2 separate regions of the Macaca mulatta genome follow, and region 1 is linked to region 2. A link is a contact called in public Hi-C data. All regions are on one chromosome and are shown on one strand. Each heading gives the region's core, a stretch centred on a gene start, on an enhancer-like site or on the middle of the called end of the contact. The rest is flanking DNA. Distances are from core to core; before and after follow the strand shown. Region 1 holds the start of ZC3H10 (zinc finger CCCH-type containing 10). Region 2 holds the start of GDF11 (growth differentiation factor 11).

Region 1 (5,403 bases), core at 1,734-4,233, 370 kb before region 2:
GGGGCAGCATCCACCTCGCCGGCGTTTTGGGCCTGGCTCATGGTCCTCAAAGCCCCTGTCAGGAAGGTCATAGATATCATAGAGATCATGACGTCGTCCTGGGAGGACTGAGCCTGTTGAGCCCCCACCAGTGCCTCCTCCACCCCGAGCATCAAACTCAAAATCCCGCTGCAGGTGACGGAACTTGCACTTGGCTCCTCTCTGACAGTCACCCTTGAGAAAGTCACGGCAGATAGGGACCTCCTCCTTGCCATTTGGTAGGTCTGCCGGTGAAAGGCCAAGGCCAGCTGCTACTTTCTGCCTCAGCCGTGGGGGAAGCTCTCCTGTCTTCTTATAGCCATCCTCATCCTCCTTGGAGCCATGGATGAAACGGCAATTTGGGCGGCTACACTCCTTGTTCTGGAAGTCATGGCAGAAGATGAACTCGTTTTTGCTCACCCCCAAGTTGGACACCTCACTCATGTCTGGGTGGCGATATCGGCAACGCTTGCCTCGCTTGCACACATTCCTCAAGAAGTCTCTACAGATGGCATCTGAGGTGGCCCCGCCACTGCCTGTCCCTGCCCCACTGGCCTCCTCGCTGCCACCACCTCCAGGGCCTCCACCGCTGCTCCCGGTACCGTTGGCATAGCTGTCCCGGTCAGGCATCCTGGTCCCGCCCAACTCGGGGTTTTCTTTATCTTGCCACTCTTGGTGACCACTACAAAAGAGGAGAACTGTATCAAACAGGAGTCCTCCAGGGAGATCCCACTCTTCTTGACTATAGAGCAGGTGGCCCAGAGGGGCAATGGCTTTAGAGATGGAGAATCTAAGGGATAAGAATTCTGGCTGAAATGTCTGACTCATCAAAAGTCCCGCCCAGGCTTTTGTGCACCTGGTCTGGGTCAGAATGATTCACACTTGCCTGGCTAACAGAGGAGGGAAGGAGTTGGGGTGAAGCCACCTAATTTCACTAATGACGATAGGCCCAGGAGGGAGCAGGGAAAAAATAAGTGTTGGATTTCATCTTTCCTTCTGAGCTGACCTTATTAAAGTTGTGGAAGTGAAATTAAAACTGCAGTCAGTATGTGAACAGTCTGGGAGGAAACTGGGAATAGTGCCCAAGATGGGCTACTACTGAGCTACTAGGGTTGTAGAAGATGGTAACAAAACTTCCTTAACCCCTTTTCCTTTTCCTCAGGTGAGGGCTCTGTACGTATAAAATCTCTAGAAGCCAAGAAATCCTGGGTGAAGAGACTGGTGTCACCAGCTTGAGGGGAGTCTCAAAACTTGTCATATTTTAGTATTCCCTCCTACCCACCATCACTGTCAGCGGCAGAGAGGTCAGCCCCCTCTATTTCAGGGTATGAGTTCTAAGTTAGAATCTCCACTTCTAGATTTCCAGGACAAACCATTTGTGATAAGATCAAGGTGGGAAGGAGTTAATTTCACAGGAACAAGTGACCTTTCCCCATTCTCCACCCCCTTCCTACTCCCCTCTGTGAAGATCCCACTGACATCCAGCCACACCATTCCTCAACCCATAAAGATCCTCTTTATTTATAGACTCCATAAAAGCTTTTTAAGTCTCCTATTTCCCAAGAGAGCTTTGGAATGTCAGTCCACTGCCCTGGTTCTAGCCCTCCCCTCTCTCCACCCCTAGTAAGACCTGGAGTCCCTGCTACCACGTGTCTGACCTCCCAAGCCTTTCCTATGCGGTGTTCAGGCTCCCTCTGCCGCTGAAATAGGAAAACTTCACATTGTTCCCTTTGAGCATAAGGGAATCTTTCCTGATTACTTTGGCCTTGACCTACCCCATCCCACTGCTGTGACTTTGCCTTTAGGTCTCCCTAAAATGAACGAACCAAACCAGAGACCACAGTTACATGAGAATCTGTAAGAGGGTCCTCCTCCTCTAAAGGGAGTTGGTCCCAGAATAATAGAAGCAATCAAGGAAAGAAGTGGTAAAAGATACAAACTTTTAGTAAAAGGGAATGACCAGGTGAAGTACAAATGCCATCTATCCAAACCTGGCTCACGTTGCAAGTCGCACCAGCAGCAGATAATTAGATATGATGCTCCTCCCCACCCAACTCTCCCAGAATTGATACCTGAGGTAGCTCAGGTGAAGTCCGGGGCTCCTGTGGGTCTCCACCTCCACATCACTGCTGGGTTCTGAGCAGGAAAAAAACAGAGACTTGGGTGGAAGGAGGGGTAAGAGTGGAGGACTATGGGGTGGTTGTCACAAGAAAGAAATCTGACAAAACGGCAAAGCTTAGGGAACGTCAGGATTTTCTCAGGGTTCAAACTGAACTTCACCTGTCCAAGGGAGAAGTGGCCAGTAAGAAGAGTAAGAGATAAAACTAATTCGGAAGGACTGGGAGCATGGGTTGGAAAACCAGCTCTGAGTGAACAAAGGGTGCGGGACGCCCTGCATCAAGATGAAAGAGGATGTGAGGGTCAGAGCCCGGCTAAGGATTGGAGTAATGGCTAGTGAGGAACCTTAAAAGGGCAGCGCCTGACAGTGCAGTGGGATGGCCGATTAGACTTGGAGGCAGTGATTGTGACGCTTCCCAACACCCTAGAGTTTGCGAAAAAAGTCCTAGGAGTTTTCCCGCAGCAAGTCTTCTAGCTTGGCAGGTTCCGTGCAGTGCCGCTGGCGCTCAGCCATGGGCTACGTGAAAGGGACACTAAGGGCGCGCGAAGTGAAGCGGGGAGCTGGGGCTCCAGGTGTCATCAAGCTGAGGGGATGGGCAGGGTTGTGACGTCACGAAGCTGGCGTTTGCTCGCGATGCGGGGTCAGTCAGAAAAGGGGCACTGCGCTGGGGTGTGAGGACGAGCCAGCTCGGTTCTGGGGGGCCTTGTGTGGCCCAGCCGAGCCCAGTCGCTGGGCCGGCCCCGACTCCTCCCCTCCGGGCGCGGCCTCCACCTAAGTCTCCCGCCTCCCTCACCTGCCGCCGCCGCCGTAGTTGCTGCTGCCGCCTGCCGGTCCTCTAGCTTCGACAAAGAGCCGCCCACCCGATCGCTCTTCCGCTTCCTGCGGAAGAAGTGACGCTCTAGCCACCAGACCCGGAACCATACTCTATGGTGTACAAAGTAGGCGTGCGACATGCCGCAGGAAGTTCCCACCACGCTTTGCGTGTCACCATGGCAACCTAACCCAAAGGCGCGATGTAGTCTACTAAGCAGTAGTCGTCAAGGGAGGCCTCCTGGAAGGTAGGGGCGGTACCAGCATTGGCCCCAAATAACCCGCGAAATCTAAAACCTGCCTCCAAAGATACATCATATCCCATCCAGCTCCATGCAAACCACACCACATAACCCGGGCTGTTGCCTTTGATATCCTCCATAGCACAGGCAGTGACAGGGCAAACTGTAATGATAGAAAACCCCCACCCGATGGAACCATAAAAAACATAATAGACAAGACGATTTAATTCTTCAGCTAAAAGAGCGGAAGAGGTGATTTATTTTAGGGTTGTTACACTCGGCCACAAATAAACACAGAAATAGTCCAGAATGTCACAAGTCCAGGGCAGAGGACCAACATGGGCAGTTTTGTTTATGAGCAAGGTGGGTCTCAGAAGTGATCGGCGATCAGAGGGCGATGAAGTTCTAGATCCATTGAGACAAGCTCTAGACAGTAGCATGCAGTCCCACAACTTGTACCAGCATCCCCAGCGCCTGGCATTCCATGTTTCTGCTCCTGTGGCCTCCACGATGCAACAAGCTAGCGGTTTACTTGGACCTCTGCCTCATCTTTCTTCTTTTGCGCTTCAGCCTGAAAAGCAGACACAGGAATGGAATACACCTATTCTCAAACCAGAGTTCTTTCCCTCCTACATTAAATCAAACGTGCACATAACATGAGGTGGTAAAATGAACAAGCACTACGGTTCTATCGTCCTCTGTTCTATCCTTTGCTCTAGGAAGAAAATACTCAAACATTTTTCTCCTGAAGATCTTTTAAGATTTCCAAACCAAATGTTTCTGCTAAGTTTTGTCCAAGGAACTTCCCTCCTCCTGGGCTGGCAAAGTCTCCAACATACCTGCGCATTCGCTTCTTCCTCCACTAGCAACCGTTCACAAGCAGCAGATAATTTTTAAAAAAAAAAGAGAGATAAAGCTTATTAGTAGGCTTAGGAGGGATATGAAATGCACTCTTTAGAACCGGGCAGATTCTTAACCAAGTATGAGATTGGTCGTAGCAACTACATCAGTAACTTGGACACCCTCGCAACATAAAATCAGAATTCCACCCTTTTCTAATTCCCACCCTCTCTACCCATAGCACTTAACCGCTAGCTCTCTTACAAACTACTTTTCCTCTCCCACCAGCTCTTGGTACCCTTGAAACCCAGTAGTTCAGGAGGTATGGCGGACTTGCCTTAGTCTCCCCCTACTACTCGCCAACTCCTACCTCCCAAGCTTACTACCAGGAACCGCTCACCTTGGCTCTCATGGCGCAGAGGTTTCTACAGGGAAGGAGAGAAAGGCTACAGTTAGTTTGGTGTGATGATGGTAAGTGTCGAGGTCAGATGTCTACGGATTGTACGCGGAATCCGATCACAGGAAGCAAACACACTCACCCAGAAAAATGGCGCTAAGGCCGAGAGAAAGCCGAGGTTCCGTCTACGGCTATTTAATGGAGCGCCGGGTGTCGTCACTTCCGCTTTCCACCCCTTTTCCCCAGGGGCGGGGTTACCCAATGGGCGTAACAATGGTTTTCGGACCCTATTGAGGAGGAGTAGGTTGAGTTAGTTCTCTCCGAAAACTGAGTATTTGGTTTTCGAGTTACCATTTCCCCCCCAGATTTAGTATGAGGACGCTGTGTTAAACGTTAGCACCTATTTCCCATATTGGATCGAGAGGTGCCCACGGGGAAAAAATAGTAACTGCCACCTTCCCTCGCATTGCTTCTTGGGAGTTGCAGTTCCCTGGAGAAGTCCTCCATTTTGCTATGGATAGGCGCGAACTGTACAGAAATTCTTGTTTTACTGGTTTGCCTTCTTTTCTTTTCTTTTCTTTTTTTTTTTTTTTTGAGACAGGATCTCACTGTGTCACCCAGGCTGGAGTGCAGTGACGGGATCTCGGCTCATCGCAATTTCCGCCTCCTGGGTTCAAGCGATTCTCCCGCCTCAGCCTCCCGAGCAGCTGGGACAACAGGCGCGCGCCACTTGGCTAATTTTTGTATTTTAATAGAGACGAGGTTTCGCCGTGTTGCCCAGGCCGGCCTCGAACTCCTGAGCTCAAGCGATCCGCTCGCCTCGGCCTCCCAAAGTGCTGGGATTAAAGGCATGCGCCACCACGCCCAGCAGGTTTGCTTTATTTTCTTTTTTTTTTTTTTTTTTTTTTTTTTTTTTTTTTTTTTTTTGAGACGGAGTCTCGCTCTGTCGCCCAGGCTGGAGGCTGGAGTGCAGTGGC
Region 2 (5,146 bases), core at 7-2,506:
TCAGTATCAAGAAGGCACAGCTTTTCCACCCCTTCGGATACCCGGTCTGAGACAAGGCTCAGGATGGAAAGGGTGCCAGCTGGGTTGCCAGGAGGTGTACAGGCTCTGGGACCCTATTCTTGGGAGAGAGCACACAGTTCTCTGCAGCCGAGTGGGCACGCTGCGAAAGGAGCACGGAGTGGGGAGTTAGCGCCAGGGCCACTGGGAGGCAGGGAGCACTGCAGTCCAGCTGGGGCTGCGGGGGTCCTGCAGCCTCCCGATTCTGTTCTCCAGCCTCCCAGCCACGGCTCTTCAGGACAGAGTCGCTGCCCAGCCCCAGCTTCCCCGGACTCCAACAACGGTCTTTTTCGCATACTGGGGGTGGAAGGCAGTATCTCGAAACCCGCCCCATTTCCCCCCGCCCCAACCTCCGGAAACTGGGCGTGCATACAACTTTGCAGCCCATCTCCATCGCTCGAAAAACTTCTATGAAGTAGCCCCCGCTCCCTAATTCGTCAAGTTTTCGCAGGAAAAGCTTCCGGGCCGGGGCAGCAGGGAGCGCCCCGCTTGGAGCAGAAGGCGCCCATCGCGGGGCCAGAGCCAGCACCCCACTGCTCGCGCCCCGCAGCCCACTTACTCTCCTGGGCCATGCTAATGACGGTCTCGGTGGTGGCGTGGTACTCGTCCTCCTCCAGGAAGTCCTCGGGCTGCAGCGCGTCGCCCTGGAAGTCGTGTAGGTCCAGGATCTGCTGCAGCGGCGGCGCCTTGGGCAGCAGCTGCTTCACCACCTCGCGGCTGATGTTGGGCGCCTCCTTGAGCCGCAGTTTGCTCAAGATCTGCGACTTGATGCTCTCTAGGCGCAGCTCGCGGCTGTGCTGCCGCCACACGCACACGGGGCAGCCGTCCGGCTCGGGCGCCACGGACGGGGCTGGCCGGCTAGAGCGCTCCCCCCCGACCCCCGCCGCTGCCGCCGCCGCCGCCGCCGCCGCCGCCGCCGCGGGGCCCTCGGCCGCCTCCCCCCGGGGCCGCAGCTCCAGGGCGAGGAGCAGGAAGCCCAGCAGCAGCGGGGCCGCGAGCACCATGCTGGAGGGGAGGGGAGGGAGGACTGGGGGGCGGGGACGCCGGAGTCCCGCGGGGAGGGGGCGGAGGGAGGAGGGAGGGAGGAGGAGGGGGTCCGGGCGGCGCGGGATTGGGGGCTGCCCGGCCGAGGGGGGACCCGGGGGGCCGGGGGCGGCGGGCGCGCGGGCGGGGCGGGCGGGCGGCCGGGGCGGGCGGCTGGGGGGGCCCGAGCCCGGGCCAGGCCCTTTATAGCCCCGGCCCCCGTGTCGTCAGCGGCCGCGATTGGCTGCGGAGCCAACAAAAGAGGCAGCGCTGTCATCCGAGGCGAGAGAGGGAGCCGGAGAGATCCGAGGAATAGAGAGAGGGAGGGAGTGAGGGAGCAAGGGCCAGAGAGAGATGAAGAGACAGAGATATGAGGGGGCGGGGGGGGGGCGGATATAGGGGAAAGTCAGAGCCAGAGAGACCAAGGAGAATCAGAGAGAAAAAGGGGGACGAGACAGAGATAGGAAAAGGAGGAGGAGGAGAGAGGGAGAGACAAAGGAGGAAAAGAAGAGTCAGGGGGAAGATGCAGAGGTGAGAGACTTAGCTAGAGAGGGAAATAGTGTGTCTGTGGGAGACACAGAACCAAGGAGGAGAAAGACTGGGACAACTAGTGGGAGAGTTAGAGTGGAGACAAAAATGGGGAGAAGAGGGGTACCACTAGACGGGGGGAGACAGAGGTCTACAGAGCCAGACCACAAGAGATCGGGGGTCATGGAGATGGGAACAGGGGCAGAGGAACACAGGACAGAGGAGTGCCCTGGGAAAGAGAGGTGGGGAGAGAAATCAGGATTGGGGAGGAGAGAGAGGGGCACAGACAGGGAGATACCAAGGGAGCCCCTGAGGAGGTAGGTGCAGGGGATTGGGGGTGGGGGAGAGGAAAGGCAGAAACTCCTGAGAGAAGGAGCCACAAGAGTCAGCCTCGGTGGGAGCACGGAGAGCCCAGGGGACAGAGGTGGAGAACTTGAGACCAGAGGAGCTCTAGCCATCAGAGGTAGCCCAAAGAAGATGCTCAAAGAAGCCGTGGAAGGAAGCATCAGGCTAGGCTCATCAGAGGGATTAAGGGGACTAGGAGAGGAAGAGGTCAGGGACAACCTAAGAAGGTGGAGAGGTGATGGGAAGAACTGAAACAGAGGGAAGACATAGAGCTGGGAAGACTGAGCTTGAAATTGGGGCTTAACAGGGCTAAGGGAGTCAGCTGGCTGGAAAAGGCAGGAGCTAGAGGCCACTGGGGGAGGGGTGGGAAGGAGATGGCTGGAGGCTGCTATACTTGAGGAGAAATCTGGATTTCTGGATTTCTAGCTATATCTTTGGATCTGCAGGGTCTGAGAAGTCTGAGAAGGGGATGGAGGTTGCAAGGGTGAGCATGGGAGAGAAGTCTGCGCTCAGATGCACGAGATGAAATACAGATGTGGGACCAGCCCTAGTCTTCAGGTGTGACCCTGGACACAGCCAGAGAGCAGAGTAGAACAGTACTAAGGTGAAAAACTGTTTTGAAGGTGCTTAACTTCTGACTTCAGGTTTTCCAGGCTTATTTCTGGATCTGAAAGCCCTGGAGCAATAGTCAAATCGAAAATGTTTGGGTCACGCTGGGTACGGTGGCTTATGCCTGTAATCCCAGCACTTTGGGAGGCCGAGGCGGGTGGATCACGAGGTGAGGGGATCGAGACCATCCTGGCTAACACAGTGAAACACTGTCTTTACTAAAAATACAAAAAATTGGACGGGCGTGGTGGCGGGCGCCTGTAGTCCCAACTGCTGGGGAGGCTGAGGCAGGGGAATGGCGTGAACCGGGGAGGCGGAGCTTGCAGTGACCTGAGATGGCAGATGGTGCCACTGCACTCCAGCCTGGGCGACAGAGAGACACTCCGTCTCAAAAAAAAAAAAAAAAAGAAAAAAGAAAATGTTTGAAGGAATCAGGTCTTGCTAATTTCCTGGCATCCACAATGTTTATTTAATAAATTGATGAACTTTATTATTGGGCTTCTCAGAATAGAGGGGCATTGGTTTCCTCTCTGGAATTAAAGCCCAATAAGATATCTTAAAGTTGGGCTGGCATAGGCATCAGGAGTACCAGATATAAGGATACAGTTGGGTTGAGGAACTGTAGTAGAATAAGGGAAGAAACTGGGGATCTGGGTATGAGGGGAGGAGGTTGGGTAGAGGTTAGGAGGACCAAGCTGGGCAAGCTGGGGAGCTTTGAAGAGACAATCCATTTCCATGGGCAACAGAAACTGAAACCAAAGCAGACTGGAATAAAAACTTAGACAGCTTGTTCCCTCCCTTGCTTTCAACCAAGACATGGGCATTTCAGTGTTTCATCAAGTTCCTTCATCTATAATATGGGGGTCACAATTCCTACCCTTAACTGGTTGTGAGGATTACATATAAGCAATTGATAGTGGCCTTCATGGGCTTCTTCTCTTTCATGATTCTTCCTTTCCTTTCTGATTTTCCAGAGCAGTGATTGCCTTTAGCACATATTCTAGCATATCCTATTTTCTAAAATGTTTCTCTGATGTCATTTCTTCAGCAAAATTGGAAAGGCTGTGAGAGCAAAGTTGGTGTCACCTTCTTCTCCTCCTCCCTTAGAGAAGGTAGTACAGACTTCACTTCCTCACCAAACATGTATCTAGTGGCAGGTGCAAAGATAAATGAGATGCAAAAGTAAGTAAGACTCAGCTCCTTTCCTCAGAGAACAAATAAACTAGAAAAGACACTAGGAAGGCTGGGCGCGGTGGGTCATGCCTGTAATCCCAACACTTTGGGAGGCTGAGGCAGGTGGATCACGTGAGGTCAGGAGTTTGAGACCAGGCTGGCCAACATGGTGAAATCCCGTCTTTACTAAAAATACAAAAATTAGTCAGGCATGGTGGTGTGTGACTGTAATCCCAGCTACTTAAGAGGCTGAGGTGGGAGAATCGCTTGAACCTGGAAGGTGGAGGTTGCGGTGAGCTGAGATCATGCTACTGCACTCCAGCCTGGGCAACAGAGTGAGACTCTGTCAAAAAAAAAAAAAAAAAAAGAAAGAAAGGAGGAAAGAAGGAAGGATGAAAAAGAAAGAAAGAAAGAAAGAAGGAAAGAAAGAAAGAAGGAAAGAAAGAAAGAAAGAAAGAAAGAAAGAAAGAAAGAAAGAAGAAAGAAAGAAAGAAAGAAAAAGAAGGAAAAAAGTAAACAGGACCAGCCAGAACTCTAGGCCAGATGCCTGGGTGTTTCAAGGCACTTCAAACATCACAGGTTAGAGAACTCCTCCTTTCTTTCTCCCTAAAATGTGTCCCATCCTGCAGCTTTTCACTTTAGTGAATGACAATCATCCAGGCTAGAAACTTGAATGTTGTGTTTCACCCTTGTCCTCTTGATCATTTCTGAATCTTTGCACAGGTTGTTTCTTCTTCCTGGAACAACTCACCCGACTGCTTCCACTCCCTTCCACCCACCAATCTCTTGGCCAAGTTTACTCTTTCTTTAGGTCTCAGCATAGATCCCATCCAAGAATCCTTTCCTGACTTCAGGTATAGAGTAGCTGCTTCTTCCAGATATATCTGCACCATTCTGTGAGGTATGGAGATTAATCACCTAGCTTCTAGACTAGAAGTAGACTGGCTAGGCTCAAGTCCCAGCTCTCTTCCTTTCTGGTTGTGTGAACTTGGACAAGTTATTAAGCCTCTTTATACCTCAGATTCCTCACCTGTAAGATGGGGATAATTGTGTGTGTATATATATATACACACACATAGAAAGAGAGAGAGAGGGAGAGAGAGAGACGGAATGTTGCTTTGTCACCCAGGTTGGAGTGCAGTGGCGAGGTCTCGACTCACTGCAACCTCCACCTCCCAGGTTCAAGCTAAGGATAGATTCACCTATCCTTAGCTGCCCGAATAGCTGGGATTACAGGCACATGCCACCATGCCTGGCTAATTTTTGTATTTTTAGTAAAGACGGGGTTTCACCATGTTGGCCAGATAGGTCTTGAACTCCTGACCTCAAGCGATCTACCCGCCTCGCCTCCCGAAGTGCTGGGATTACAGGCGTGAGCCACTGTGCCTGGCCAAGGATAACAATATTGTAC

The links. A called contact is a pair of places that touch in the nucleus more often than the background predicts.
Region 1: a Hi-C map of fetal cortex germinal zone shows a contact between it and region 2, with 3 times the contacts expected there. The contact joins the promoter of ZC3H10 here to the promoter of GDF11 in region 2. A contact is called at or near these places in 2 of 14 Hi-C or Micro-C datasets (fetal cortex germinal zone and fetal cortical plate).

Annotation. Positions count from the first base shown.
Region 1 is chr11:63,266,441-63,271,843 of T2T-MMU8v2.0, reverse strand. ZC3H10 (zinc finger CCCH-type containing 10) reads right to left here and starts at 2,983. Exons shown (of 3, transcript XM_001114150.5): 1 at 2,931-2,983; 2 at 2,091-2,154; 3 at 1-700. The coding sequence starts at 648. It overlaps LOC107000892 (a long non-coding RNA gene), which reads left to right. Exons shown (of 5, transcript XR_013401160.1): 5 at 1-1,054. It also overlaps LOC708858.
Region 2 is chr11:62,892,229-62,897,374 of T2T-MMU8v2.0, reverse strand. GDF11 (growth differentiation factor 11) reads right to left here and starts at 1,256. Exons shown (of 3, transcript XM_015151924.3): 1 at 617-1,256. The coding sequence starts at 1,061.